Linked DNA regions of Anas platyrhynchos: region 2 is linked to region 1. A link is a contact called in public Hi-C data. All regions are on one chromosome and are shown on one strand. The core of a region is the stretch at or near the end of the contact, and the rest is flanking DNA. Distances in the headings are between cores, read along the strand shown. Region 1 has its middle 18 kb from the start of PTPN5. Region 2 holds the start of SPTY2D1 (SPT2 chromatin protein domain containing 1).

The links. Hi-C and Micro-C count contacts between places; a contact is called where the count stands out from the background.
Region 2: a Hi-C map of subcutaneous adipose tissue shows a contact between it and region 1, with 2.9 times the contacts expected there. The contact joins the promoter of SPTY2D1 here to the enhancer-like site in region 1. A contact is called at or near these places in 2 of 8 Hi-C or Micro-C datasets (skeletal muscle and subcutaneous adipose tissue).

The regions. Positions count from the first base shown.
Region 1 is chr5:29,414,937-29,418,720 of IASCAAS_PekinDuck_T2T, reverse strand. No RefSeq gene overlaps it. Among named protein-coding and RNA genes, the nearest start is that of PTPN5, 18 kb to the left of the region's middle. Within about 2 kb of position 2,195, at least 3 of the 8 cell types and tissues checked have an H3K27ac peak or open chromatin away from gene starts, as enhancers often do. A contact at or near this core is called in subcutaneous adipose tissue, where this site is marked.
Region 2 is chr5:29,603,903-29,607,686 of IASCAAS_PekinDuck_T2T, reverse strand. It overlaps SPTY2D1 (SPT2 chromatin protein domain containing 1), which reads right to left and starts at 1,631. Exons shown (of 6, transcript XM_027459301.3): 1 at 1,455-1,631. The coding sequence starts at 1,514. It overlaps IGSF22 (immunoglobulin superfamily member 22), which reads right to left. Exons shown (of 18, transcript XM_072038564.1): 18 at 2,378-3,784.

The DNA of each region.
Region 1 (3,784 bases), core at 946-3,445:
TAAGGCCCACTGCCTTCAGAAATTTGACAGAAATTCATGTCTGTTTTCTTTGAGACATTGGAGATGGTACTGCAGAGACCTGAGAGATCTAAATTAAAATTTCAGCTCTGACACAGACTTTCGGAGTATATGAGCAAATTACCATGTACCTCTGTTCCTACTGGTAAAACAAGGATGCTAATATTTCTTCTCTCTTTGTCTTGTATCAGAGCATCAGGCTGAGGCCATTTCTCACCAAATACTTGGACTGCAGCCCTTCTGGGGCAGCTAAACAAGAAAAACGGAAGTAAAAAAACTGAGTAGGCAATAAATGAATTCTAATGTCTCAGAATTAATATGGGATGGCCTGATATTGGTTTGATATACCAAATAAGTAAGATTTACACATTTGTGAAGACAGATGAGCTTTTATTGGAAGGTATAAAACTTACCTGAGAGACAAACAAGTAAGTAGATTTGACTGTAGACAATTGTTTTCTTCCTATAAAACCAATGATGCAAGGGAGAGTTTTATAACTGCATAAGCTCTCAGAACAGCTCATCTGCTATTCTGCCTCTAAGCTTGGTGGAAGACTGGTAAGGGGAATGATCATGAATTCCCAGTTTTTATTACTGGGCTCCAAATATGTTCTTTCCAGAGCTCATTCTAGAATGTCAAAGGCTGATGGCAACAAGACAAACTATCCTTGTGCTGCTGTCCTGAAACTACTTCCTCCGGATGGCAAATATGGTGCTTGATATTGACTTTGTTTCCTCATACTTGTGTAACTGGAACAGGTATTTTACAGGAGAGAATGTATCCTCTTTCCACCCAATACTTAGCTCTGAATTGAACTGAAGAGAACTGTAAAGAATCATGGTTCTTTACTGTCCAGCAAAGAACATTTCTTAAAAAACAGTAATCTGGTATTTTGCAGTGTTGTAAATAAAAGTGTGAGGCAGCACAGGCAGAAAATAACCAGACCAAGGTTTGAAGTGTAGAATCCCACACTGAATAAAGGGTTGTCGTTTCTCACCAGCCTGAATGATTGAGGAAAGTGAAGGGCAAGGGAAACTGCAGTAACTCTGAAGCTCTATAGATGTCACCAGCCTTTCACTCCAGCCTTCCCCAGCCAGTTGGTACCTATCTCCCTTCAGCCATTTACTTTGTAGCCCCAGAGGGACTGTTGTTTGGATGATGAAATGCTGCATAGTACAAATTAAGGGCTGCCAGCAATGATCTGTGTCTGGACAGGAGATACAAAATGGAAAATCTAAACATTAACACAGTACTTTTTCAATTACATCTTAAGCAAACACACTTACTTACTAGGAGTCAGAGAACAGTGTGAACTTCTTTTTAGATATTGCCGGCTAAATCATTAGGGCATTTCCTGAGCTTTGTTTAAAATGATTTATAGAGGTTATTTGCAACATTTTGCCTTCTCCTGGAATTCTCACGTAAAAATCCAAACCACATAATTTCCGTTCGCATAACACCCACAGCAGGCATGCACTGTTCTCTCTGAAGCTGGGAACTTTTTTTTGCAAAATGGCAGGGACTGTTACAAAAGAAAAATGAAATGGTCTATAAGAAAAATGGCCCCCTTGCTTAGACTTAGGTGTTAACTTTACACACTGAATAAGGAGCCAAATGTATGAAGACAGGGCAAGGTGGGAGGGGAAAGGAGAACAGGGAGATGTTTGCTCAACGAAGTGAAACTTTTGGAGCATAAATGCAGTCTTTTAAATTAATAACTCTCTTTGGATGCTCTATGACAACACCCTAGAGATTTCAGGTTTGATTCCCTTGTGGAGCAGCTGCATCTGTACTGGGGAGGGTGGCGGAGTGTTGGCTGTACCACTGTCCCACCACACACAGCTCCTGTTGGTGGTATTGAGGGGTATGGCCCCCTGTAATCAGAACCCTGCTTATTGCTCTGAACACAATTGATCTCTCATGAATGGGAAAAGCTGCAACTTTTTTTTATGTTATGTCCACAGGAAGAGGTAGATAGATTGAGGTCAGGTTTGTACTACAGTATTTGGCTAGAATAATTGCTAGCTGGAGGTGTGGGATGGAGGGGAGGAATGTACTCCTTTGTAGCAATGCTTTCAGAAAAACTCCTTTAGTCATGGTATAAGAAATATCTGCAAGAGACTTTGCCAGCATAGCCAGACTTTGGCTGTGACTCTTGGAGTCAAGCCCTAGACAAAGAGACTGTGCTCAGAAAATGTACACTCATCAGTCGCGGGAAACTGTTTCAACATAGGTTTCGTTCAATCCTTACTCAAGACATTTTTGAGACAGCCCCAAACAGTGGTACTTTCCCAGATGGAAGTTTAAGTAAGGCCACAGGGAGCTGGAGGGAGAGATCAGTAACTGAGGTTGGGAGAGGGGCAGGTCAAGGCAAGGTGGGCAGCAGGGCCTGGCTGCTGGGACCCTCAGGCCAGTGTCCATGAAATCACACAGTTGACTAGCCCGTCCACAGTAGTGCATCTGGGGGTGCTACAGAGCAGGACAGTGCTTTTCACTCGGATTTTGAACAAGTTTCTCAGAGTTGTGAAGTTAAATTAAAAAAATAAAAATAAAAATAAAAATAAAAATAAAAATAAAATAATAATAATAATAATAAAAGCTTTCTTCAGGATTCCCATTTTCTAAACTCACAGCTTAAAATGTATTAAAAACTTTTTTAGTAAATGATCCTCAAAGTGCTGGAAATACAGATTAGCTCAGCTGGTAGTGATACTGCAGGCACCCACTGTTAATAAGTAATCAGCATCTTTCACAGCATGCCTTTCACCTTTGGATAGAGGGCCAGACCCTAATTTGATGTATGAGCATATATTTCAGTGTAACCCCACTGAGATCAATACTATTGCTGTGAATTTACACTGGTGTAATAGGAAGTAGAATTTGTCACTAGAAGAGAGGGAGTGAAAAGTGAACATACATTATAATTCCCTGAGCAGTACATTTTCTCATTATCTGTTCATTCAGGATTTGAATCTTGGAGATTGAATTGATTTCAGATCTCCTACCACCTGACCCAAAACAAAAACCAGACAGCTGTGTTTGTTACTGTTTGGTAATATATTTTTCCAGGAAAACACAGCTTAAGCTCAGCTCTACTGAAATAACTGGCCGTTGTTTGTGCTTCATAATAGGCACACTGCTCTTGGAAAGAGAGCATGTATCTGCCGAGACCAGAGAACTTGCTATTTGACTTTGGCACAGTGCAATAGTGTGTCAAAAATATGTCTGAAAGCCATGTTTCAAAATCTCATTCAAGGAAAAGGAGATGAAAAACCTAGAAGAGCAGGGTGAGGGAGTGCTTAATTTGGGTTTATAGTTAGGTGCAAAGCAAACCCCACTCTGTTCAAGAAAATCTGAAAGACTGCAGATGTGCAGGCAGGATTAGAAACGATGAGAACAGAAGAGTCAATTTTGTGCAGCACCATGTAAAAAAAGGAACTAAAAGAGTAATTCATTCACCATATTGACCGTGACACATTACTTAATCCCTAAAAGACATCTATTATGTAGATTACAGTCTGATCTCCAAATTGGGAAAGACACGAATATTTTGGGACCCAAGACTGAGGTTTTGAAAGGAGTCAACTTTACTTGAGCACCAATACTGACAGTCTGGGTCCTGTCAGCAGCCTGGGGAGAAACTTGAGTCCTCTTGGGATTCAGACTTTTCTGCCTGCAATCAACACAGTTGTCTTTTATGCTGAATTCTGAATGTGGAAAACAGCAGAGAACTGAGATACTTTCATTAGCTTTACAGAGAGGGTA
Region 2 (3,784 bases), core at 382-2,881, 190 kb before region 1:
GTCTGTAAAGTATTTCAATCAAAAAATATGTATGGTTACTTACGTGCTTCTTATAGGAATGAATTCTATGCATTAGTTTTACTCTAGTGGAGTGACTTAGATGTCGACAGATCAGAAAACCTCCACAGGCCTTTTTTTGAAGCCCAGCAGCTGCAGATAATAGTGCCAAGCACAGCTCCACTTTTCTCGGAGACCAAGGTCATCTGATAGTTAAAAGCTGCACCACTAACATGCAAGAGAGGCAAGAAACCAACCCTGCTTCAGCTATGCATATAATTGCACTCCCTCTGCATGAGTTAATCAAGTAAATCCTAATCCTGCCTTTTCTAAAAGCAGCAACAAAACCCTCCTCACCCATTGCACAACGGGTAGGACTGCCTCCCCAGCACAATATCTGGGATAGGGAGCATGGCAGATGTTTCATCAATTCATCATCGTAATTCATAACTCTGTGACAGGGAAGAGTGGTGCAGCACCTAAGAACTGCAAGAGAAAACTGAAGAGGTTGAAATTTTACTACAACCACCCAAAACCAGCTTTGTGAAACAAAGTTTTAAAAGTAATAAACCAGGCATTTAAATACCTTACCATGTTTACGTAGCTGCTATTTTCCTATTTATGCTACAAATAACATCTCTATGTAGATTCAGAGACAAACTCGATCAGACTAAATACAAAAGATATGTTACAAATGTATACATTTGTAAATGTATATGAAGTACATATAAATGTATACATATTATGTATACAAAATATATTTTATAAGCTGTAAAAACACAGCAGGATCTGATGAATTCTGTGTACCTACCATGTGGTTGGTTCACACGAGTGACTGGTCACAACACCGGCGAACATTAACAAAGTTTAAGTAGTGACACAGAGTCTAAGACAAACCTCGATCCTGGGGTGCCCGTGTCAGCAGTGTCAGAAATAAAGGCTACGCTTTTAATCCTCCTCCCCACCTTTTATGCTAAACGCCTCTACCTGCCCTCATTTACACCGCTTTCATCGCTGAAGCACAGAACCCTGACGCCTGGGTACAGAACACACAGCCCAAGTGTTTCCCTGGCTGGTGCCTGCCATAAGCCAATATTTGTCGAGCACCTAAGCACACACAGCTCGCAGCTCGGTGCTGCCGAAGGAACGCACCCCGGGATGCCAGCGCAGCAGGAGGCCCCCGGCCCTTCCTCCAGGCGGCACGCGGCTCATCCGCGGCCTCGGTGCCTCCCGTTACCGGCCCACCCCACACCCGCCCCACAGCGAAACCAGCAGCCGCTGCGGGCCGCCCCCCCCAAGCACGGCCCCGGGACCGGCCCCGGCTGCCACCCCCCGCGGGGCCTTCGCCGCCTGTCAGCGGCCCCGCGCCCGGTGCCCCCAGAGGGAAGGGGACGGGGAGGGGAGGGGAGGGGAGGGGAGGGAAGGGAAGGCCCCGGCGGCCCCGTCCGCGCGCTCACCGGCACGGCGTTGAGGCCCTGCTGCTCCGAGGCCATGACGAGGATGTTGTGGAAATCCATGGCCGGGGCCGGAGCCGAGGCCGCCGCCGCCGCCTCTCCGCTCCCCTCAGCGCCCGCCCCGCGCCGCTCGCTTCCGGCCGCCGCCGCCTGCCCCCCTTCTGTGGCCTCGCCTCGCGCCGGCGTCACGGCCCGCGCGTCACTTCCGCCCTGACGTGCGCGTCGCCTCACGAACCGTGGCTCAAGGGGGAGGGGCCCAGGGCCCCCTCCTTCGAGTGGTCTCCTATCGCCTCGGTTCCTCTAAAAATAAATAAACATAACAATAAAAGTTCCTCTGCTTCTCGTAGAAGCTGTCTTCTTGTCGTTTTGCTCTCTCGACGCGAATTCCTCTCTGACCTGACGTGTGGCTCCGAGCCCGCAGCCACCCGGGGCTCCTCAGGCTCTTCTCTTTCAGTTCCCCCGCGCTGCTGACAGGGCGGAGGTTGGAAATTCTCCGTGCCTCCAACTTCACGTTGCCTCCTCCTCCTCTTGGTTTCAGTGGTGCTCCCACTTGCCTCGATACTACTTCGTAACACCCCGCGTTCATTGCCTCCAGCTTTCGGCCTTTACCAGTCTCCTTTTTGCCTCATTCCCGCTGTCACATCACGTTTTCCACATCTGAAGTTCCTTTCTGGGCACCGCTTTGAGCCCCACAGCAGCTCTGTGTAAAGACACCCAGTGTGGCCCTGAGCGGGGAGAGGAAGGGGATGATTTGCCCCAGTGAGGCACTGCAGTGCTCGGCTTGGTGGTTTTGGGCTTCCTGAGCCTGAGGTCTGGAGCTGCTCCTGCAGGGCCTGCTCTGGTGGGGTCTGCACCCCTCACCTCCCACTGCCTTCACTTTGCCTCAGCCCTGGTTTAACCCCCTCACCCTGGAAGAACATCTTTTTCTCTCCTCTCCCCCCTGTTTTTTGACCCCAGTAAGAACCAGGCTGTGCTGTCTTTTTAATTGACTCAGACCTAGATTACATCTTCTGGTTTCCGCCCTCCTTATTTTATTACTCTCTTTAAGTTTTCATCTTAAGTATTGCTTTGGTTTAAGACCTTTTAGTCTGTCTTTTCTTACAGGCAGTGGTTTACCATCGTTTCTCACTTTTTCAGTTCTGTTTTCCCCCATGACGCTGTCAATAAGGTTATGATGCCATATTCTTGTGGTCTTATCTGCCACCTCATCTCCGCTGTGATGCTTCTTTAATCAGAATTTCCCTGCTCCGTCTTGAATTTCTTGTATCTCCACTGCTCCCTTCCTTGAGAGGCCTCTTAGTGTGACTCAGATTCCTGTATAACAACAACAGTATTGACAGAGTGATGATTGTTACTCTTGGGCTTTTTTATTTGCTTACTTTGGTCTGTGTTGGAGTTGGCAGGAATACTTGGCTAAATGCAGTCTTCGTTCTGCTGACTGTAATCCTGAGGGCAAGTGGAGGAAATCTCTCCCTGCCTCGAAAAGAGGACTTTTGAGCAAGCCAGAGGATGGTACTGCAGTTGTTTGCCGTGTGCCACTTTTTGGAAACCTTTAACCACAGTTGTTACCTTTTCCTGTATATGACAATACTGTGGTACCACACATCCTTTAGCAGAGGGGATTTGTATCTACATTACCAATGGGAGACATAACGTCACTGTGTATGTGTATGCAGCAGGCACTTTATAGGGTGGTAACGAATGATTCAGCTGTGTTGGGATTCCCAGATTGCACCCATGGTGTAAATGGCAACAAAAATAAAATCTAGAACGTTATGCACCAGCACAATGCCTTGTGCTCCAGTCTCTTTTTCTGCCAGATGTGCAACAATGAATGGGAACCTCAGTGCCATGTATGCCTACAGCTTTGTCCTTGCAATATCTTAAATCACTTCCCCAGTTGTACTTGCTCTTCCATCATCTTTTCATACACTTACAATGTGACAATCTTATCCCGACTGAGTTGGCCAGGATTCCCAAGAACAGCTAGTTTGTCAGGAACAGCGAAGGAATAACTTGTGTGCTTTTAAGCCAAACTGCTATTTCTGCTAAAGAAAAAAATGAGAAAATGTTTTTTCCTCTTTTTGTAACTGTCTGATCTGTTTAATTCTGTGCATGCTTAGTCTCAAATTTCTTTTGCAAGAATTGTAAAATTCAGTGAGTGTAGACCTGCCTCATCCAGAAAACCAAAATAACCTCTCTCAAATGTCCCCCAACATATAATTTCTGCCTCTGAAAAAGTTCAGACTGATTTACTTTTTTTTTTTTTTTTTGTACAACACTTTTTCAAGCTACAACTTGGTTAAGTTTTATTTTTATTAAACATCATCACA